Linked DNA regions of Mus musculus: all the other regions are linked to region 1. Evidence: chromatin contacts called from public HiChIP or PLAC-seq and promoter capture Hi-C data. All regions are on one chromosome and are shown on one strand. The core of a region is the stretch at or near the end of the contact, and the rest is flanking DNA. Distances in the headings are between cores, read along the strand shown. Region 1 holds the start of Aanat (arylalkylamine N-acetyltransferase). Region 2 holds the start of Mrpl38 (mitochondrial ribosomal protein L38). Region 3 holds the start of Wbp2 (WW domain binding protein 2). Region 4 holds the start of Srp68 (signal recognition particle 68). Region 5 holds the start of Evpl (envoplakin).

The links. Promoter capture Hi-C pulls out the DNA fragments that hold promoters and counts their contacts. HiChIP or PLAC-seq counts read pairs in DNA pulled down with a chosen protein or histone mark. Capture Hi-C pulls out chosen DNA fragments and counts their contacts.
Region 2: a contact with region 1 is called in a promoter capture Hi-C map of embryonic stem cells, with 2.7 times the contacts expected there. The contact joins the promoter of Mrpl38 here to the promoter of Aanat in region 1. A contact is called at or near these places in 3 of 39 promoter capture datasets (embryonic stem cells and pre-B cells), 2 of 115 datasets of contacts at active chromatin or transcription factors (embryonic stem cells and large pre-B cells) and 3 of 9 other capture datasets (embryonic stem cells, liver and pancreatic islet).
Region 3: a contact with region 1 is called in an H3K4me3 HiChIP or PLAC-seq map of bone marrow-derived macrophages, with 4 times the contacts expected there. The contact joins the promoter of Wbp2 here to the promoter of Aanat in region 1. A contact is called at or near these places in 2 of 39 promoter capture datasets (neural stem cells and pre-B cells), 1 of 484 Hi-C or Micro-C datasets (embryonic stem cells) and 2 of 115 datasets of contacts at active chromatin or transcription factors (bone marrow-derived macrophages and large pre-B cells).
Region 4: a promoter capture Hi-C map of liver shows a contact between it and region 1. The contact joins the promoter of Srp68 here to the promoter of Aanat in region 1. A contact is called at or near these places in 3 of 39 promoter capture datasets (liver, pre-B cells and stem cell-derived epiblast-like cells), 1 of 484 Hi-C or Micro-C datasets (embryonic stem cells), 3 of 115 datasets of contacts at active chromatin or transcription factors (embryonic stem cells and large pre-B cells) and 3 of 9 other capture datasets (adipose tissue, liver and pancreatic islet).
Region 5: a contact with region 1 is called in an H3K4me3 HiChIP or PLAC-seq map of embryonic stem cells, with 19 read pairs. The contact joins the promoter of Evpl here to the promoter of Aanat in region 1. A contact is called at or near these places in 2 of 39 promoter capture datasets (both in embryonic stem cells), 1 of 15 datasets of contacts at CTCF or cohesin (embryonic stem cells), 5 of 115 datasets of contacts at active chromatin or transcription factors (embryonic stem cells, large pre-B cells and pancreatic cancer cells) and 2 of 9 other capture datasets (adipose tissue and embryonic stem cells).

Annotation. Positions count from the first base shown.
Region 1 is chr11:116,590,415-116,594,995 of GRCm38.p6, reverse strand. It overlaps Aanat (arylalkylamine N-acetyltransferase), which reads right to left and starts at 1,309. Exons shown (of 4, transcript NM_009591.3): 1 at 1,222-1,309.
Region 2 is chr11:116,137,034-116,141,593 of GRCm38.p6, reverse strand. It overlaps Mrpl38 (mitochondrial ribosomal protein L38), which reads left to right and starts at 2,726. Exons shown (of 9, transcript NM_024177.3): 1 at 2,726-2,883; 2 at 2,973-3,152. The coding sequence starts at 2,817.
Region 3 is chr11:116,084,766-116,089,072 of GRCm38.p6, reverse strand. It overlaps Wbp2 (WW domain binding protein 2), which reads left to right and starts at 2,078. Exons shown (of 8, transcript NM_016852.3): 1 at 2,078-2,206. The coding sequence starts at 2,148.
Region 4 is chr11:116,272,719-116,276,797 of GRCm38.p6, reverse strand. It overlaps Srp68 (signal recognition particle 68), which reads left to right and starts at 2,581. Exons shown (of 16, transcript NM_146032.3): 1 at 2,581-2,872. The coding sequence starts at 2,692.
Region 5 is chr11:116,236,167-116,240,595 of GRCm38.p6, reverse strand. It overlaps Evpl (envoplakin), which reads left to right and starts at 2,505. Exons shown (of 22, transcript NM_025276.3): 1 at 2,505-2,696. The coding sequence starts at 2,599. It overlaps Gm33250 (a long non-coding RNA gene), which reads right to left. Exons shown (of 8, transcript XR_389161.4): 8 at 2,370-2,449.

The sequences.
Region 1 (4,581 bases), core at 60-2,559:
TTTTTGTTTTTTGTTTTTTTTTTTCAGTTTTTGTTCTTTGAAGGAAGTGTATATGTCTGTGTATCTGTGTGTGGCTCCGTGCACAAGCCCCCAGCGCCCAGAGGTGAAGCATCCCCTGGAGCTAGAGCTACAGGTGGTTGTGAGCTCCCACTGTGGGTGCTGGGAACTGAGCTCAGGTCTGAAGCAGAACTCATACACGCTGTTAATCTCCGAGCCGTCTATCCTCCCCCGAGCTGAGAGCTTTTTAGGTTGTCTCAGACCTTAGTCCAGGAGAAAAAGCTCTTTAATTAATGTGAGCCTGACATCAGACTGGGTCATGCTGGGGAGATGGGGGATAAGATGGTTAAAGAGCCTAGGACTGGAGAGTCTGAGGTCAGGAGGGTCAGGTATGGAGGACATTCAGGGCGATGTGTCTGTCCTATCAGCTTAGGCACATAGAACATGCCAGTGTGATACCCTCTTTCTCATGACACCCTACAAAGCGGTGGTCCTTAGAGGATGTCTTCCATCCCGCAGCTTTCAAAAAGGGCTGAGGAGCTTAGGTGAAATGGCTCAGCAGGCAAAGGCGCTTGCCACCAAGCCTGAGGACCTGTGTTTGATCCCAGGGATCCACATGCTAGAAGGAGAGAACTGACTCCCACAGTGCTCCTCTGGCTTCCGCATGTGTGCACCGCACGTGCACATCAAACAAGTAACTAGAATGGAATAGAGATGTTCTTTTTAAATGGGTGATGGAGATAGCTCAAGCACGAGGACCTAAGCATAAGTCTCAGACATGGAAAATCTGGTGCAGGGCCCCTCACCCAGCATCTGTATCCTAGGACCAGAGACACGGGGTTGGACAAATCCCTGGGACTCGCTGGCTCCCCTAGCCAACCCAGCCCACTTGGTGAACTTCAGACCAGTGAGAGACCTTGTCCAAAGAGACGAAGTAGACAGTCCCTGCAGTTCTCAGAGAATGACACCCAGAGCTAACCTCTGGCCTCCACTCACACACACACACACACACACACACACACACACAAACACATAATATGCACACACATACATACACATTCACATACATACATACACAAATACATGCACACATACATGCACATACATACACAAGCTCGAATACATGCACACATACATACACATATACATGCACACACATGCATGCACACACACATATATATACATACATATATACATAGAGCCAGGGATGGGGGGCCCACTTACCAGAACTTTAAGAAGGAGTGCAGGTGTTGTCCTGGGGGCTGTCACTGGGTGCTGGGACTAGGAGAAGCTGAGACTCCTGACTGCAAGGAAGCTGTAGCACATATTTCCCCTGGCAGCATGTGATGGCTCAGAGATTCTAATCCCCCTGGCCCTGCCTCCCATGTTACCCCAGGCAGTATGATGCCAGCAGGGCTTGGCAGTCAGGCTCTGGCCCTATCCTGCTGAGGGCAGGCGTCATCAGTGGTACTGGGGACGTAGAAAGAATTACTAGTAGCCGTCTCAAGCTATAGGGAGAGCATGGGCTAAGCCTGGGGGTCTAACTAATCCCTGCTTTGTCCCCAGCTGGCTGGGGACCAGCCACCACCTTCTGTCCCTCAGAGGCCAGTTTGCCCACGCCTCTGAGGGTCCTTCTTGGTCAGGAAGCCTGCTATCCCTTATAGCCACATACCTGGGGAGGCAGCTTCTACAATCCACAGGGTATCCTGCCAGGTGAGTGTAACTATCCATTTTACAGAGGAGGAAACTGAGGCTCTGCCCCATAACTTGAGGGGCCCCAGTCAGGTACCAGGAGAGCAGGAAGGTCCCTAGAAACAGTTCTCCAGAGCAGAAACACCTCAATACCACCAACCAAAGAGAGAACTATGGGTCTATACAAAATGTCACGGGACACACACACACACACACACACACACACACACACACACCATCATGCAGCACCCAGAAGGAGACCAGCACAGTGGTGACAGAAGCCAGAACACAAGAGACACATGGTGGTTTCTAGTTCAACATCTTGTCCAGATGTTAGGACCCGGCTGCTGGATGCCCAGGGAGAAGGCCTTAAGGTCACCAGCAAGGTAACTGTTCAGTTGGACGGTGCTAATTCATGCAGCTACCTCTATGTATGTTATGCTCAACATCTTCTTAAACTCCAAAGATCTCTGACTTCCACACCTGCAATCTCTCTGTCCCTCACACCACTCTTTTGTTCCCTTTCCTTCCCACTCACACCTCACCCTGCCTCTCTTAGCTCTTCTCTGGCCAGCTCCTCTTACCATATGTTCCCCTGTTCCACCAGGGTACTGTAGCTCTTTGTCTGCATCAGCAAGCCTTGCCAGCTCAAGGCACTGAGCCAGGAGGAGCATTCCCCAAAGCCACCAGCAGAGGGCACACCTGCTAGGACCAGTGATCCTCTTAGAGGGATGCAGTTCCAACCTTGACCCTTGGGTGGAGGGAACCAGGGCCAGTACAGGCAACACCACACACACAATCAGCTGTCTGTGGAGACCTCTTCCCCCAGAATCCTTCTCTGCTGTTTGATGCTGCAGGATCTCCTGTTTTTGCCTTAACTGCATGCTCCCTGGACACTTCCATCTTTCCTCTGCTGGAGCCCTCAACAGACTTCTCATGGCTGATCAAAAAGCCCTTCTTAGGGCTTAGCCCTTGGGTCTGGTGGGCAGACACACTCAGAACCTCAGCTAGGTGTCTATACTGCTAACAACCAGGGTTTGCAGAGGCATCTGTGTCCCTCCTTAGTTGCTGGCTCCATTGCACCCCTGGTGTCCCATGTGGCAACCATCTGTTGACGCCCATAGCTTCATGGTGAGTCTGCATTCCTGGTCATTGACCACGCTCATGGCCAGGTACCTTCTGGAAAACACCTCTAAACACAGTGACCCCCTGAACACAGGAAAGGGCAACGTGATGGTAATCTGGAGAATCCCAGCCTGCACCAGGCAAGAGAGGGAAGTGGAGGGGAGGGGAGGTGATGGCTAGGGTCTCTTCTGGCCAATAGGAAGAAAGCATACTACCGACATGGGCACATGGGCACATGGATCCCTGTTTACCTAGCCCAGCCCTGCATCTACCTGGTGTGGTAGCACAGGCCTGGGTCCCAGCCCTCCGGAGGGGGACGCAGGATCAGGAGTTCAAGGTCATCCTGAGCTACACAGGGAGTTTAAGGGCAGTCTTAGTTACAACTGCTGACAGAGACAGAGGTGGGGGAGGGGGAGAGGAGGGAGGAGAGGAGAGGAGAGGAGAGGAGAGGAGAGGAGAGAGGGAGAGAGTGAGCGAGTGTGTGTGTGTGTGTGTGTGTGTGTGTGTGAGAGAGAGAGAGAGAGAGAGAGAGAGAGAGAGAGAATATAAATGGGGAGGGGAAAGCTTCCCAGGTTGATGGGGATAAAGATCAGGATTCAGGATGCCCTGATACATCAAGTGCTCGGTATCCAGAGGAGGGTGTTCATTTCTAGTTCCAACCACGTGGAATAAGACTTTACTGAGAAGCCGGGCAGTGGTAGCGCACACCTTTAGTCCCAGCACTTGGGAGGCAGAGGCAGGCAGATTTCTGAGTTCGAGATCAGCCTGGTCTACAGAGTGCGTTCCAGGACAGCAGGACAGTCAGGGCTACACAGTGAAACCCTGTCTCAAAAAACCAGAGAGAGAGAGAGAGAGAGAGAGAGAGAGAGAGAGAGAGAGAGAGAGAGTTCACTGAGACCTTTCAGAATACCCTATCATCTCCCAACTCTAGAGACTCCTCCTCCCTAAAGATCATGACTATTATTACATTGGCCTGACTTCAGCTTTTGTGTAAGAGATTGTTGGTTTTTCTTTTTAACTTAGGTTAAAATTTTTTACGTGTCTGAGTGCATTGCCTGCATGCATGTAAATGCTGCACATGCATGCCTGGTATTCTCAGAGGCCAGGAAGAAGCACCAGATCCCCTGGAATTGGAGTTACAAGAAGTTATGAGCCTTGTGGAGGGTGTTGGGAACTGAACGCAAGTCCTCTGTGCTCAGAACCATTAAAGTCATCTTTAGATGGAAAGCACACGCGCACGCGTGCACACACACACACACACACACACACACACACACACACACACACACGGTGCTCTTAACCACTGAGGCATCTCTCCAGGAGGAACAATCTGTTACATAAAAGCCCCAGCTCCAGTTTTCTGTCTGTGGCTGTGATAAACACCATGACCAAAGCAGCTTGGCAAGGAAAGGGTTGATTTTACCTCACAGCTTATGGTCCCTCATGAAGGGCAGCCGGGGGCAGGGCAGGAGCTGAAGGCCCAGGAACCTGGAGGCGGGACCTGAAGAAGACACTATGGAGGAAGGCCTCCCATGGGCCTGCTCTTTATCTTACACAACCCAGGACTACCTGTCCAGGGGTGGCTCTGCCCACAGTGAACTCGCCCCTCCCATGGCAATCAATAATCAAGAAAATACCTGAACACAGGCTCACAGGGCAGATTGACAAGACTAGCCAGCTCAGAAGGCCCCTGCACCGTTTGGGATGTCCAAAAGCTCGTCTAGTTTAACTTTCTTGGCAGGGGAGTGAGGGAGCCAGGGAGAACGC
Region 2 (4,560 bases), core at 1,477-3,976, 450 kb after region 1:
CAGGGGAGAATGTGATATACAAGGCAGGCATGGTACCCGCTGGGACTCAGTCCTCCTAACACATAAGCAGTCCCAAGTTAACCCTGAATGGAGAATCGTGGGTCGAAAGGATCAGCTGGCATTATGGGGCCACCTTGCATTTCTGCCATCTCCCAAAGGGAAAGGGGGTGACTTCCAGCACATGGGATGACAGGCAATGCAAAGAGACTCCCCAAAACCTTGGTCTTCCTGAGTAGTGAAGCGAGCTTAGGAAGAGTGTGAGCTTAGCTGGCTGTGCTAGTGACAGCAGTGATCCCAGCACTCGGGAGGCTGGCTGTGCTAGTGACAGGTGTGATCCAGCACTCGGGAGGCTGGCTGTGCTAGTGACAGCAGTGATCCAGCACTCGGAAGGCTAGCTGTGCTAGTGACGGGTGTGATCCCGCACTCAGGAGGCTGGCTGTGCTAGTGACAGGTGTTATCCCAGCACTCGGGAGGCTGGCTGTGCTAGTGACAGGTGTGATCCAGCACTCGGGAGGCAGGCTGTGCTAGTGACAGGTGTGATCCAGCACTCGGGAGGCTGGCTGTGCTAGTGACGGGTGTGATCCCGCACTCCGGAGGCTGGCTGTGCTAGTGACAGGTGTGATCCCAGCACTCGGGAGGCTGGCTGTGCTAGTGACAGGTGTGATCCAGCACTCGGGAGGCTGGCTGTGCTAGTGACAGCAGTGATCCAGCACTCGGGAGGCTAGCTGTGCTAGTGACGGGTGTGATCCCGCACTCAGGAGGCTGGCTGTGCTAGTGACAGGTGTGATCCCAGCACTCGGGAGGCTGGCTGTGCTAGTGACAGGTGTGATCCAGCACTCGGGAGGCTGGCTGTGCTAGTGACAGGTGTGATCCAGCACTCGGGAGGCTGGCTGTGCTAGTGACGGGTGTGATCCCGCACTCAGGAGGCTGGCTGTGCTAGTGACAGGTGTGATCCCAGCACTCCGGAGGCTGTAGGCTTGAGAATTAGGAGAGTCTGCGACACACTGAAAGATACTGTCTCATAAAAATATAAATAAAAGTGATGCTGGGCAGTGGTCATGTATGCCTTTAATCCCAGCACTCAGGCAACAGGGGCAGGCAAACCTCAGGATTCAAGGCCAGCCTGCTCTACAGAGTGAGTTCCAGGACAGCCAAGCTACACAGAGAACCCTGTCTCAAACACCAATTTGAGGCTGTGAGTAACAATCTAGATGAGAGGGGGCAAGAGTGAGTGTGTCAGAAGACTGCCTGCTGGGGAAGGAGCAGAGGGCAGAACTGCACCTGGTGGCATGAGGGGCACTGGAAGTGCTCCCAGGGACCTTGACATGTGTCAGGAAGATGTGAAGAAGAATTCAAATCTCTGACGTGAGGCAGTGTGGTATCACCACACGCCTGTAATCTCAGCATTTGGGAGGCCATGGTAAGAGGAAGAGGAGTGGACCAAGGCAGGGAAATCAGGAGAGGAGGGAGGGGAAACTGGGGTTTGGGATGTAATATACAAGAAAATAAAAATGACTGTCGTGAGTTCAAGGCTACAAAATAACTGCCAAGTAGGCAGGGGTATATAGCAAAAACCTAGCTCATTTAAAATTAATATTGTTAGAGCCATTGCTTCCAGGCTGGATATGTGTGAATCCTTGTTAGGTCTCTCAAACAGTTGAAATACAAACAAGATCCTCTCTTCAGAGCTTCCCAGACAGGGAGAATCAGAACGAAGAACAGGCTACCTAGCTGAGCAGTCTCCACCCACTCGTGGAGACACCATGACTCTTCAGCAGTACAAGGGCAGAGAGAGGAGCTGGAGAGACTCATATAAGAGGGTTCAGAAACAAAAGGATAAAACAGCAAGTGAGACCATATGAACACCCTGCAAGTGTTCAGTTCCCCTCACACTCAGCAAGAACCCTTCAGTACCCATCAACTCCTCAAGGCAAGGCTGTGGTGTCCTGACCTGTGAACTCCAACACTTGTCAGACAGCAGCTGCTCACTATTGGAGGAATTAGAAGTGATGGTGAGAGGCTTAGCTGCCTGGGTGCTGTGGAATTTAAGCTGTGGCCATTTCTGCTGGATATCGAGACCTCACTGCATTTCACTGTGAGTTCAAGGGTCAGACTTCTGTTAGCAAAAAAACTAGCAGTCATTGGCCTGGATTGGGGATGTCAGGACTTCCTTGAGAGAGCACTTCGGGGCCGGCAGGTCACAGAAGGAGAAGACAACAACAGCAGACACCTTGTGATCTGGGGAGAAGCTGAAGGAGTAGAGCTTTGCTATACTGGAAACTTGAGTTCCAGGGCAGAAGGGCTGAGGCTGGGTCAAAAAGCGGTAGAGAGCACTAGAACTGTGAATTGGAGATGATCAAGAGAGAACAGATGCACCAAGGTGCAAATCCTGCGAAGCGAGCACTATTATTACCTGTTTTATTCCCAAGTCTGACTCCAGAATCCTCCTCTATCAATCCCTGTGTCAGGGCCAGAGGAAGGTGAGTGAGATCCCTGGGGTCAAAACCCATAGTTGTTCTTGAAGCTGTACCTTTGTGCTGCCTCCTAGTGGCAGCTCTCAGCCCCGCGCGATCCAACAGGCATCTTCCGGGCCCGCACTATCAGACCTCTCTTAGACTTTGCGCCAATGGGAAGGTCCCAGGACTTTCAGCATTACGTCAGGAGCTTGAGACCGCGGGGCGGGGCGGGGCGGGGCGGGGGGCGGGGTCTCCCACGGGGCGGGGCTATGGAGGCGGAGCCTCCCGCCGGACGCGCAGGCTTCTCTCCGGCCACCTCTGTCTGGGTCCTACGGGCGTCTTTGGCGACCTGGGGGAAAGATGGCGGCGCCCTGGTGGCGTGCGGCGTTTTTCGGAATTGGGAGATGCCGGGGCTTCAGCACCTCGGGTGAGTGGTGTGAGGTCGTGGAGCTCTTGGGCCTCTGTAGCTCCGGTCGCGGTCCTAAGCCTGCGTGACGTCCCTGTCTGTGCCCGCAGCCTTCCTCAGCCGCCGGACACCCCCGCTCGGGCCCATGCCCAACGAGGACATCGACGTGAGCAACCTGGAGCGGCTGGAGAAGTACCGGAGCTTCGAGCGGTACCGCCGCCGGGCGGAGCAGGAGGCGCGCGCCCCGCACTGGTGGCGGACCTACCGGGAGCATTTCGTGAAGGAGACAGGTGCGGGAGCGACGTATTCTCCCCCAGTTTGGTCCCCGTGGGCCCCCGGAACGAGAAGGACCTGCGTGCCCCTCAGACGTGTAGTTCTGAATTTAAGCAAACGTCCAAGTGATATACGCATAGCTTAATCTGTCTGTAAAACTGAGACTCAGCCGGATGGTGGAGGCCCACGCACTTAATCGCAGCGTTTAGGAGGCAGAGGAAAACGGAGCTCTTGACTTAGGGGCTAGCCTAATCTACACCGTGAGTTTCAAGACAGTCAGAGCACACGGAAAAACCCTGTCTTGGGGATGGAGGTGGTAGTATGGGGTAGTAAAGATGCATTGTTTGAAAACGAAAGAAAATGAAGACAAAGCAAAAAACAGAAAAAATTAACAAAAAAGGAAAAGAAAACAAAACAAAAAGATGCATTATTTGGCTTTTTGGTTTTTGTTGTTTGAGATAGGGTCTTATTAGCCCAGGGTGGCCTTGAACTCACTGTGTAACGAGGATGATGGAGGACTGCCTTGTTCCGCCTCCCAGTTAACTGAGAGTGCAGCTGGGAACCACCAAGGCCTGGCTAGAGATTAGGGCCTCACTATATAGACCAGGCTGGCCTCAACCCACAAATCCACCTGCCTCTCTCTGCCTCCCAAGTTTTGGAATTAAAAGCATTTGCCACCAGCTGGTGCCCCATCTCCTTAAATCTGCCTAAAACTATTACTAACTCTACCCAAGACTTAAGTGTGCAGCCTGGTCTACAAAGTGAATTTCAGGACAGCCAGGGCTAAACAGAGAAACCCTGTCTCGAAAAAACAAAAAAAAAAACAAAACAAAAAAAAAGACTTAGGTGTGTGTTGTGTTCATAACCACCTTTGAATCATGTTTTTCTTTCCTTGTTTTTCTTTCTTTCTTTCTTTGTTGTTGTTTTAAGACAGGGTTTCTCTGTGTAGCCCTGCCTGTCCTGGAACTCATACAGACCACGCTGCCCTTGAACTCAGAGATCTGCCCACCTCTGCATCCTGGGTGCTGGGATTAAAAGTGTGTGCCATCACTGCCCAGTGTTATAATTATTTAATCTCAGTCAGGGGTTTCTACTCACCTTTGATCATTCAACTCCTAGATACAAGTCACAAAGCCTTAAAGCACTAGAGCTGGGCACATATCTACTCAATACTGTTATGTCTACTTCTCTGCCAGTAACCCCGAGATATGACACTTCCTCCAGCTGGACTGCCCTCATGGCCAGTTTTCATGGTCCCTAACCCCATGGCATCTTCTGTGTCCACTTTCTCTCTCTCCCTCCCTCTTAGTCCCCACCTCAGACACCCAGCCTGGGAACCAAAATCCCACCTAGCTCCCTTCTGCTCAGCTGTAGGCATCGTTATTCACCAATCAGGGATAACTTTGGGGGCAAGGTTACATAGCA
Region 3 (4,307 bases), core at 829-3,328, 510 kb after region 1:
TCCTATCTACAGAGAACAGAAGTGTTGATCAGGAAACACCAGTCTGGCCAGGCCAATCCAACAATTCGCTCAAGGAAGCAGGCTTTTGGCTTTATGGAGTCAAGTGGTTGGAAACTGGCCCAAACAAGGCTGTTCGTAAGTTGTCTGCCCAACATAACAATCAGGTTAAGAGGAAAAAAACCAGTGACTTCAGTGAGTCTCAACCACCGAGAGGTGTTATCAGAGCCTAGAAACGTGTTCCCTCTCAGAGACTCGGGTCCTGAGATGAACTCTGCACCCGTCCTGTTAGCAACACTCTGAGTGTCAGGAAAGATCCTCAGGTTCCGGGAAAGGATTTCCCTCTTTTTCTCTTCTTCTTCTTATTTGCGTGTGTATGTGTGTGTGTGTGTGTGTGTGTGTGTGTGTGTGTGTGTGTGTGTGTGAATGTAGGTACCCAAAGAAGCCAGAACAAGATACCAGACTGCCTGGAGTGGAGTTACAGACCATTGTCCATTGTGAACACCTGATTCGGGTGCTGGGACTAAAGGCGTGTGCCACCAGATGTGGCTATGGATTTTCTTTTACTGGATTTGTTGCTGTTTTATCTTTGTGGGACAGAGTCGCTGGACGGTTTGGAATTGAATACACAAACAAGGAGCCAGGGCTCAAACCCCCAGCCGTCCTCTCACCTCTGATCCCTGATTGCGTCATTACTAATACCCATCTTGGACTATGCTCTTTAAAAACTGCTGGGCTGGCTAGGGACATAGTCCAGCTTAGAACAGTGCTTTTCGTGATGTGCATGAATACTGGACTCAACTGATCATCATAACTTTGTAAACCCAGGCTCGGTGGTACACACCTGTAATCTCAGGACTCTTTCTCAAAAACCAAACAAACAAAAATCTGTAGCCATTTGACTTTTATTAGTGTGCACCTAGAAAAACAAACAAACAAACAAACAAACAAACAAACAGACAAACAACCCCAAAGCGAACAGAAGGGTCTCTTGCACTGTGAGTTAATAATGTACCTGCCATTTCCCAGAACTGTTTTACTCTGCAGCTGAGGCTGGTCTGGAAATCATTATGCAGCCCAAACTGGCCTCAAATCTGTGGCAATGTTCCAGGATGTAGGGCACCATGCTGTCTGCTTCAAACCAAACACTGGTGTCTTAAGGTTAAGGGTAGGTACGCTAAGATGCCACCCAGAAACTGAAGAGTTCTCCCAACCCTCGACAGCCCTGCGAAAGATACAACTCAGAGGTGGAGTTTAGATTCACTACAGCGCAGTGGGGAGACACCCACTAGCAGAAACGAGTCAGTGGTATTTTCAAAGTCCTACCTGGCGGTTGGTCATGTGCTTTGTCAGTCCACTCAATTATTCTAGGTCCTGTTTAAACCCTGCTGTTTAACTTCTGCAGCGGGATCCGCTAGATCAGAGCAGGAAGCAGCGCCATCGCGAGGCGGCAGGCGGCAGGTGCTGGGCGGGGAAGAGGGTGGGGAGCGGACCGCTCAGTCCCCAGAAGTTCACAGTCCGACTCTGGGTCCGGGATCTGGATCTGGGTCGATTAAAGTGGCGTATTTTATTTTTTTCGGGCTTTGCCAGTCCACTGTAGAAGGGACTGCATCTCGCACTGCTCTGTAAGTTTGCAATGAATACCCAAATGTAAGCGCGAACTACTCATGACAGTTGCGGAAATGAAGACGGCTGGTTACGTAATGTTTAAATGTACCATACACCAGATCATCAAATTTAAGTTACATTTCTTCGATTGAGTTTGCTTAACATGAGGAAGCTAGGATGAGAGAGGCGTACAAATGTTTAAGTAGTCTTGTAAATATAATCTCTAGCCTGGCCTATAATATAAAAAAAGACTACAAATTCCAGAATGCACTCGTCACTAAACGCAGGGCGAGGCCGCGGTTGCCGGACCACTGCCTGCTGGGAATTGTAGTTGGCTGCTTGTTTGTGATGCAGGTGCAACTTGGGGGAGGGAGAGCGGGAGTAAACTCTCCCCACGTGACAGTCCAGATCAGGTGGTTGGTCAGCCTGCGCGCAGGAACTATGATTGGCTGACTGTAATACGAACGACGCCACTAGAGGCGGGCCAAAGACCAGCGCAAGCGCAGAGCGTTGCGAGTCTCGGGACCCCAGTGGGAGAGACTATGGCGCTCAACAAGAATCACTCAGAGGGCGGCGGAGTGATCGTCAACAACACTGAGAGGTGAAAACACGGCGGAAGGATCCTGGAGACTTGAAGGGCGGGTGTCGGCCACTGTGTGTGGTGGGCGGTGGGATATGGTGGAGAAGGAAATTGATGGAGCGCTGTGGGGGGGGGGGCGTGGGGGGGGAGGAAAGAGGGAGAAAGGGGTGGTAACGGCCGGAGGCGGGGCTGGAGGGAGTGGGTGGGTCGTTGGGGAGGGCCGGAGTGCTGATCAGCTGGGGTGATGGGTGGGGGTGGGGCCAGAGAATGGTGTCAGGGTTTGTTTGGGAAGCCGAGTGAGGCCCACGGGTGATTTCTTGAACCCCTTCCCAAACGAAGTCTTAAAACATAGTTGCTATTTATTAGGCGTTCACTACGTCTTTACTATGCTGCGTCAGCTCTACCTTAGGTAATACATAATCCTGTGCCGCAGAAACTATTAGACACATTTTACAGGTAGGGCAAGTGACGCCTAATGAGGTTAAAATAACTTAGACCATTGTGCTGTGAGTAACAGAAGGGGAATTGAAGGAAGGTAACTTGGCCCCAAAGTCAATAGGCTTAACTACTCCTGTACAGTTTTCTCGTATATTCCAGAACTTCTCAAGTTCCAAAAGAAAGGCTGAGGCCCTAGAGGTGGTGGAACTAAATGTCTGTCAACTACTTAACCCGGTGACCCTTATAAAGGCTTGTCTCTTGCCTGGTTCTCTTGAATTCTTAATGGCTTGTGTCAGTTCCCCGAACAAAGGTCTCCCAACTTTAAGATTCTTTTTTTCTCTCCCCTCCTTGAACTGCTGGGCTTCTCTGTTCCTCTTGTTTCTTGTTCCTTGGAATTCTGACTCTCCTGACTTGCACTATCCGGGCTTGGATTAACTTGAGAGCCAAGAGAGACATGATGGAGGTCAGAGCCCACACCCAGTGTAGACAGGCACCCATCTTGGGACTTGTCACCTGGGAAGCTGACTCAGAGGAGAAGGTGGCAGTGACAAGGCCAGGTTCTGCTGACCTCGTGTGCGTAGGTCTTGGGAAGGGGCTGGCCAGCACATGTGCCTGGTGACCACTTCTTTAACCTGAGCTGCCCCTCTTTTATTGCACCAAGAAAGGATATTTGGGACAGGAGGAGACAGCTGAATGGAACCATACGAACTCAAACCTTTTTATCTTGTAATCTGAGAAACCTTACATTGTTTTCTGGTATACTTTGTCCAGTTCTTTGGCTGAGCCAAGTACTCTGATGCCATCTAATGACTGTCCCCACTTCTACCAGTCTCTCTGGTTTTTGAGGTATGGTTTCATTCCTGTAGCCCAGGTTGGCCTTGAATTTGAGGCAGTCCTCCTACCTCAGGCTTTTAAGTGCAAGGAATTCACCAGGGCTCTTTAGTTTCATTATTTGGGAGTGATTCCTTTTTGTTTGTTTTTCCAAGACAGTGTTTTTTGTGTAATAGAGCCCTGGCTGTCCAGGACTCACTAGGTAGTCCAGGCTGGCCTTGAACTTACAGAGATTCACCTACCTCTGCCTCCTGAGTGCTGGGGTTAAAGGCATGTGCTACCATACTGGGAATTTTTTGTCTCTTAAACTGAGTCTTACCTAGGTGGTATCTACCCTCCTGGGCCTCAGCACCTGGTTCATAGCTCATTGCTACCAGTAGGGTTCTAAGGAATAACTTGAGCCACACTTCTGAAACAAATGTGTCAGCAATAATTGAAGTTTAAGTATGATGCTCAAACTTTGGAATTTAAACTTGTAAACATTAATCTTTAATTCACAAACCACTGATAGAGATAAGAGCTGTGAACTTGCCGGGAGGTGGTGGTGCATGCCTTTGGTCCCAGCATTCAAGAGGCAGAGGCAGGCAGATCTCTGTGCGTTCAAGGCCAGCTTGGTCTACAGAGTGAGTTCCAGGACAGCCAGAGCTACACAGAGAAACCCTGTCTCCAAAAGAAAAAAGAAAAAGAAAAGTTGTGAACTCTTCCCAGAGAATTGAGTACATACACACACAAAGACACACACGCACTCGCGCCCCTATCTTAAGGGCTTTATGTGCAGAAGTTTTCTGCTGCTGCAGCTAGAGAAGCTTGGACTAGGGGCTGGAGAGCTGGTTTAGCAGTTAGAAATACTTCC
Region 4 (4,079 bases), core at 1,332-3,831, 320 kb after region 1:
CCAAGGAATAATAATATCACGAGGTTATGCAGCATCTTTTCCATTTAAATGGGATAGATATTTAAGAGATGTTTGTTTGTTTGTGTGTTTGTTTGTTTTTTGAGACATGTTTTTTTTCTGTGTAGTCCTGGCTGTCCTGGAACTCACTCTATAGACTAGCCTATCTTCAAACTAGAAGATCCATTTGCCTCTGCCTTCTTTTTTTTTTTTTTAAAGATTTATTTTATTATTTTATGTAAATACACTGTAGCTGTCTTCACACACTCCAGAAGAGGGAGTCAGATCTCATTACAGATGGTTGTGAGCCACCATGTGGTTGCTGGGATTTGAACTCTGAACCTTCGGAAGAGCAGTCAGGTGCTCTTACCCACTGAGCCATCTCACCAGCCCTTGCCTCTGCCTTCTGAGGGTTGGGATTGAAGCTATGCCCACCACCGCCCAACTTGCTTCTCATATATATATTATGTATGATTTTGTCAATTTGACATATTTTAAAAGGAACTCTTTTTTTGTTGTTGTTTTGTTTTTTTGTTTTTTCGAGACAGGGTTTCTCTGTGTAGCCCTGGCTGTCCTGGAACTCACTCTGTACACCAGGCTGGCCTCGAACTCAGAGACCCACCTGCCTCTGCCTCCCAAGGGTTGAGATTAAAGGTGTATGCCACCATCGCCCGGCTGAGGGAGCAAGCCAGTAGGTAGTGTTCCTCAGTGGCTTCTGCTTCAGTTCCTGCCTCCAGGTTCTGCCCTGAGCTCCTGTCCTGACTTCTCTCAGAGGTGGATTATTTGTTACCTGAGAGCAGTTAAGATGAAATAAACCCTTTCTTCTCAAATCTGCTCTTGATCATGATGTTTGCCTTAGGTTTCCATTGTTGTGAAGAGACACCGTGGCCAAGGTGACTCTTATAAAGGACAACATTTAGTGAGGAATAGCTTACAGGTTCAGAGGTTTAGTCCATTATCATCATGGTGGGAAGCATGGCAGCACACAGTCTGACATGGGGCTGGAGAAGCCAAGAAGGGACAAGGGGACTGTCTTCCACAGGCAGCTAGGAGGAGGCTCTAATTCCACACTGGGTGTGATTGAGCAAAGAGACCTTAAAGCCCACACCTAATAGTGCCTCTCCTCATGGGCCAAACATTCAAACACATGAGTCTATGGAGGCCAGACCTATTCAAACCACCATGTTTTATCACATCAGCAGAAACTCTAAGACACCATTTATTTGTATTTTTAGCTGCACCCTGGGATTGCAGGCCTCCGTTCCTCTCCCCTCCCCCTTTCCTCATGGCAACTGACTTGGCCTCAGTTCTTGGGGTCTGTGAACTCAGTCAGAGAGCAGCTTCCCAATAAACCACCTTTAGTATAATCTTTGAAAAAAAAAGAGGTGGGGGCTGGAGAGATGGCTCAGTGGTTAAGAGCACTGACTGCTCTTCCAAAGGTCCTGAGTTCAAGTCCCAGCAACCACAGGGTAGCTCACAACCATTTGTTATGAGATCTGTGTGTGAAGACAGCTACAGTGTACTTAGATATAATAATAAATAAATAAAAATCTTTTTTAAAAAGTTTATATAGCAAGTTCTTTTTCCTGCTGGGCCATCTCCATGGCTTATTGTTTAGGTGTGTGTGTGTGCAGGCCCATGCTTCACAGCTCAGTATGTGAGTGTAATTCGGAGGACCACTTTTTGAGGTTAGTTTTTGCCTCCCACCTTCTGAAAGCAGTTTGTCTAATTTTTTGTTTTCAAAAGCCTTAACCTTTATTTTTATTTTGTTTTATGTATATGAACATTCTGTCTACACGTATGTCTGTGTACATGTGTTTTGTAGACTACGAAGCCAGAAGAGGGTTGGATCCCTGGGACTGGAATTCTAGATGGTTTTGAGCCACCATTCTCGTGCTAAAAATTAAACCCAGATCATCTTGATAGAGCAACCAGTGTTCTTAACCACTGAGCCATCTGCCCAGGCCCAGTCTTCCTTGATATTTTTGCTGGAGAACTAGTACTCCACACTAGCTGATCTCTGAACTCCGATGGGGGGAAGGGTTGGAGTCATACATTTTTTTGCAACCTCCTTTAGTAACACAAAAGGGTAGACTGAGTTACGCGGCCAGCTTCTTTTCACCTGCCGTGATTGGCACAAGACTGAGACTCCTGGTGTACTCGCCCGCAAAGATTAATAAAAGTCATACTTGGATGGTCACATGATCTAGAGGAGGCCACGGGTCTCAAGCTCCTATTGGGGACACTGCCTTCTGACCGAGGCCTCTTCGTGTGTGTGTGTGTGTGTGTGTCTGTGTGTGTGTGTGTTTTAAATAAGGTCTAACTGTGCAACCCAGACTGACCTCAACTCGAGGCAATCCTCCAGCCTCAGCCTCCTCGGTATTGGGATTAAAGGCGTACACTACCATTCTCTGGGTGCAAGGATGCATGAGGTGGGCATCTTTCTCGGGTCCTCCTATCCTTGGTAGATTTGAAGCGAGGCTAATCCTTAGAAATGCGGAGACCCAGCAACAGCCACGAATTCAACCCAGGAGGCGCAGGCGCACACCAACACACCACAGAGGCCCAAGACATCCGCGGTCTGCGGCGGAGTCCGTCAGTGTACCATCGGCCCAGCCTGGAAAGTGCCGCTCTCTCTCGCCGCTGGTCGTCTCGCCTGCTCCGTTCCATCGTGCTTTGCGGCTCAGGGGCAAGATGGCTGCTGAGAAGCAGATCCCGGGTGGTGGTAGTGGTGGTGGTGGAAGCGGCAGCGGCGGCGGCGGCGGAGGGAGCGGTGGCGGACGCAGTGCCGGAGGAGACGAGAATAAAGAAAACGAACGCCCTTCAGCCGGATCGAAGGCAAACAAAGAGTTCGGGGACAGCCTGAGTTTGGAGAGTATCCTCGAGCGGTGGCCTAACTCGCAATGACTACGTGTCGCTCGGAGGGCTGGGGGCGGGCGAGGCGGCGGGGGCCAGCACCGGGCTGCGGAGCCGAGGTGCGCCGCTGCCTCCTGCCCTTCACTTTCGGCATTCCCGTGTGCATGGTTTGCCTCTCGTCCTGGCTTTCCGGAGCTTGTTTTTGCAAGGGGTATAGAGATGGTAGGCAGGGTTCCCTCTGTGCCCCTCAGATGTCCAGTTGGAGGGCTGAGCCGGGGTTGACACCCTGCCCACCCCACAGAGCTCCTGGTCGGTACCTTGAGCCACCGGACTGTGGAGGGGAAACTGCAGCCTTGACATTTCAGCGTGGAGCTGTTGTCGGACAGCTGTCGAACCCTGGGTCATAAAACAGCGAGATGCTTTGAAAATGGAGGGAGAGTGCTCTCCAGGAAAGCTGCTGCTTACCTGTTTTGAATAGTAGTTACTTTAGTTTGTTAATATCATGTGTATAGTTTTTTGTTTTTTCAAAAGTAGGTCTGTAAGGCATTTTATCTTGTTGGACTCTTCTCGAAGAACTGTAGGAGTTACTTTTTTTTTTTTTTTTTTGAGTGTCCAAGTCCGCATGGGTATGGGTGTAGGTGTAAGCGCTGGTGCTGTGTCTGCAGGTCACAGGTCAACGTCTTCCTAATTCTCTACCTTTGAGACTGGGTCTCCCTCCAAAAGTGCAGCTCACTACTTGGAATAGACTGTATGGCCAGTGGGCTCCAGGGATCTTTCTGTCTCTTGCCATCCCAGCTGTGGGATTACGTGTGCAAACAACAGTATGGCCTTTTTACGTGGGTTCTGGGGAGATCCCAACATGACCTCATGCTTGCTAACAGCAAGTCCTTTACCAGCTGAGCAGTCTTCCCAACCCTCAGGAAACATTTTCTGGTTTGTATTAGCTTATATATCATTTGTGTGGTTCTAATAGCATGTGGCTTTTTTTTTTTAACGTGTTATTTTAAATACTTTTAAATGTTGCTTTATCTTATTTTATGTGTGTGTTTGCCTGCATGTTTGTGTATCACATGTGTGCCTGGTGCCCACAAAGGCCTGAAGAACATATGGATCTCCAGGAATTAGACTTACAGATGTTTAGTTCCTCCACGTGGGTGCTGGGAGCCGACCTGGATTCCTCCAGAAGAGCAGGAAGTGCTGTTAACCACTGAGCCCTCTCCAGCTGG
Region 5 (4,429 bases), core at 1,256-3,755, 360 kb after region 1:
TTTTTAAGACAGGGCCTCCTATTGCTCTGGCTGGTCTCAAACTTAATAAATAGGCAGAGGTGGCCTTGAACTACTGATCTTCCTGCCTCTACCGATCCAGTCTTGAATTGGAAGGATCACAACACTGGGGTTATGCAGCTCTGGATATCGAACCCAGGGCCTCATGAACACTAGGCTGGCCCTCTACCGAATTGTGCTTCATCCCCAATAGTAAAAGCCAAAATAAAAAACCATTTTAAAAGGTGGGGTGTGATGTGGGGAGGATTAATATATTTAACTCAATATATTTAAAGCATCATTGCGACGTATCATTAATGTTGGGAAAGAGCTCGACATTTTGTCCTTTTCCATGGAAAGCCTTTGAGAGACAGTATAAATGTTGAACCTGGAGTATACATCTCACTTTGGTTTAGGCATGTTCAGATGTGGAGCAGCCACAACGAGGCGGATCAGAGCCGGGAGCCTTCCTGCCTGCAGCTGGCCAGCCCTCCGCTGGGAGCTGATTTGATTTCCTCGGACAGTGGACAGTCACACCAGGAGGTCAGCTCTTGTTTTTTTCTTGCAGTGAGTCAATTAGCCCTTGAGCCTGGGAGCTGTGCTCGGCCACCACAGTGCTGGTCTCTGCCTGGAGGGCTTCTGGAAAGGAGTTGGAGCCCTATGGCTCAGACCAGCTGCTGTCTGAGTACCTTCCACCACTCCACCCCACCTCCCACAGCTACTGCCTCCCGGGAAGTGCCCTGTCTCAAAGGTGAAGACAGCTGTGTGGACACCCAGGCTGGGGGGGAAGGTGGTAGTTAGTGCGGACCTCTGGGCTATGCAGTCACTTAAATAGCCCCTTGGGAGGAGAGCTGATTGCAGGCGTGACATTAGTGTTTAGAAGGAAATTGTCACCGGGATTGAAATGGGGGAGGGCTGGGACAAAGGCTGAGTGGTTTGCACCCTTGATGACATCTCACTAATCATTTTGTGCCTGGAGCAGTGGGCATCGTAGGCCACTGTGTTTCCTGTGGCTGTTGGCTCTGCCAGGTCCTCCCTCCGCCTTCTTCGGCTCCCTTTGCTACTAGCAACCTCTTTCAGGAGCTGAAAATGGAATCTTCTCTCTACTTCAGTGGCCATGATCAGTAGCTTCTTGGTGAGATGCAGCCAAAAGACGGCTGGGCCTCTTCTGTTGCACCGAGGCCCTGCTAGAAATAGGAGTTGACTTGGCGTCAGATGTGAGAGACAAGCCACTAAATCTTTTTTTTTTTTAAAGATTTATTTTACTAATATATACAGTACACTGTAGCTGTCTTCAGACACTCCAGAAGAGGGAGTCAGATCTTGTTGCGGATGGTTGTGAGCTACCATGTGGTTGCTGGGATTTGAACTCTGGACCTTCGGAAGAGCAGTCGGGTGCTCTTACCCACTGAGCCATCTCACCAGCCCCCCCCCTTTTTTTTTAAGATTTATTTATATGAGTACACTATAGTTGTTTCCAGACACACCCGAAGAGAGCATCAGATCCCTTTACAGATGGTTGTGAGCCACCATGTGGTTGCTGGGAATTGAACTTAAGACCTTTGGAAGAGCAGTCAGTGCTCTTAACCACTGAGCCATCTCTCCAGCCCCATGCCACTAAATCTTAAGACAATGTGATCATCAGACAGTCTGTCTGACTTGGTAGAAACCACAAGGACTAGTCAGTGGCTTTTCTACCTGGAAACCAGACAAAGTAACAAGCAGGGTACTTGTGGACTTCAGAGACCTGCGGCTCCTCTACAGGGCTGATCAATTCTGGTCGTGACTTGAGAAGGTATGCATTGGGTAGCCTGGCCTCTCAGAAGCTAGTCTGAGTTCCTATCTGAACATGGAGAACCAGCTGGGTGGCACCCGCATTTTAAAAATAGATTTGAGAGCAGTTATGGTGGTTCCCACCTGTAATGACAGCACTTGGGAGGCTGAGGCGGGGAGGTTGGTTGCCAGCTTGGGTTACAGAGCAAAAGCCTCTCTCAAGCTTAAAAGAAAAAAAAAAGATAGCTGTCTGATGTGAATGTCTACTAGCACTCCGTGGGAGACAGAGCAAGGCCCGGGTGGCCCCACCTCTCCACTTCTCCACCTCTCCTGGCAGGCCGAGCTATGGGTGGGGGCCCGGTTGATAGTGGACCTCTGTGCAAGAGCCTTTGAGGTTGGCTAACCCCAGCTCTAGGACCCGCTGAGCCAGGACCTGAACAAGTGCTTGAGTCAGTCTGTCTCGCTATGCTCCAGCCTGGCCACTTCCCCACCTGGGTGTGATCCCCGCTCTCTGGCTGGGCATGTGGGTGTAACAAGTCCAAACCTCCGTGGGAGTCGTACGGGCGCCCCGCCCCTGGGCTGTGCCCTCTCCTCCCAGACTGGTTGTGCAGGAGCTGGCTGCGCACGTCGGGGCGGGCGCTGGGGCATGCGCGGGCCGGGCCTGGCAGAGACACCGCACCTGCAGGGAGGAGCCTCCCAGAAACTGCCTTCCCCGACCGCCGCCCCACCTCCCCAGAGCCCGGCTAGTAGCCAGCGAGGACGCGCGTCGCCTTCCCGCCGCCCTCCTCCCAGGAGAGCCCAGCCTGAGCCGGCACCTGCTTCACCACCATGTTCAAGGGGCTGAGCAAAGGCTCCCAGGGGAAGGGGTCCCCCAAGGGCTCCCCAGCCAAGGGGTCCCCTAAGGGCTCCCCCAACAAGCACAATCGGTGAGTGGGGCCCTGGGTAGCGGTGCTGGGATCAGGGTGGTGCAGGGCCCAGGTATGTTCCAACTACCTGTTGGCGGCAGAGCTCAGTTCTGGCATTTGGTGTCCTTAGGCTAAGGGCCCAAGGGCCTCTCTCCTGCCTGTGGCCCAGGTTGAGCAAGGGATGGATAGCCTGCTGCCACCCACATTCTCCTGCGGATGAGGGATGTTGGGGGGCACAGGGGAAGGGTGCCCTTTCAGAGGTGCGGGACGGGATGGCTGGGACCAGCAGAATCTGGCTCCCTGTTTTGGCACGCAACCCTGATGGTGCACTTGGGTTGGCTAAATCTTGGAGTGAGTGTGGATTCAGGGTGGGCAGGAGTAAGAGGCTCAAGAGAGAGAGGGCTTTCTGAGCTGGAGTACACCCCACCTAAACCACTTTCCCCCCAGGTCCCAACCCTGGGTCTTGTCTGTCTCCTTCAAGAGTCAGGAGGCCTTTCTCATGGGGGTGACAGGAGGTGGTGGTGCCATGCTCTGATCAGTGGCTCTCTGCAGAGAGAACTGACCACGTTCATCCCACTCACTGGCCCCAAGCCCTCTCTAGGAGATGGCAGCCTGCCTGGATTCAGGTGTCGGTCGGGGTGCAGAGGTGTCAAGATAAGAGTGTAGATGAAAGGCAAAGATCCAGGTACCCATTACCTCGACAGTGATCAGGGTGCCAACCCAGAGGCTGGGCATCTGGGCCAACAGGAAAGACAGTGCTTAAGACTCTCACTGCAGTGACCTGTCTCCCTGAGGCACTGCGCCCAGCCCAGGGTGGGGTGCATAGCTCCCAGCAGAAGCATCTCTGTCAGGAGGCCCAACCTGAGGCTGGGCTCTCCCTGGAGTCCCAGAAGCGTCCTGGTCCCAGTCCCAGACTCCTGTAACTTCATTCACACGTCCTGCTGAGGGCTCCTTGTTCCCCTCAGAGGTGTCAACTCCTTGAGCTCTTCTTTATGCCCAGACTGCCCTAGCCTCTGGGAATGCCCTAGCCAGCAAAACACTGGCATCCCTACCTTGAAAGTGCTCGCTTCCGTACAATAAAAATTAACACGTTGCCTTTAATCTCAGCACTCCAGACAGAGGCAGAGACTAGCGGATCTGTGTGTTGGAGGCTAGGCCAGCTAGGGCCACACAGTGAGATTGGGGCCTGGAGAGATGGCTTAATGGCTAAGAGCACTGGCTATTCCAGAGGACCTCTGATCAATTCCCAGCTTCTACATTCATCTTCAGGTCCAGGGAATCCTGTTCTGGTCTCCACAGGCATCAGACGCACACATGATACACAGACATACATTTAGGCAAAACATCCGTACACATAAAAATAAAATGATACATACTGGGTGCTGACTCCAAGGCACTGAGCTGGCTGCTTCCCATGGCTTAATTCTTTAAGTACCTAGGAGACCTTTGTGCTCAGCGCCAGACATGGTGGCACAGGCCAACTTTAATCCTAGCACTCAAGGCTCAGGCAGGCAATCTCTATGAATTTGAGGCTAGCCTGGGCTATATAGTGAGTCTGAGCTAGCCAAGGGTACATAGTGAGAGCCTGTCTCATAGAAGCAGAACAAAACCTGTGCTGAAGATATTAAAGAACCCATGTCCCACACCAGTAATCCAGAACTTGGTAGTCCAGCCTGGACAACACAGTATGTTCCAGGCCAGCCTGGGATATAGAATAAGACTTAGTTGTTGTGGGTTCTTGTTGTTTGGGGGAG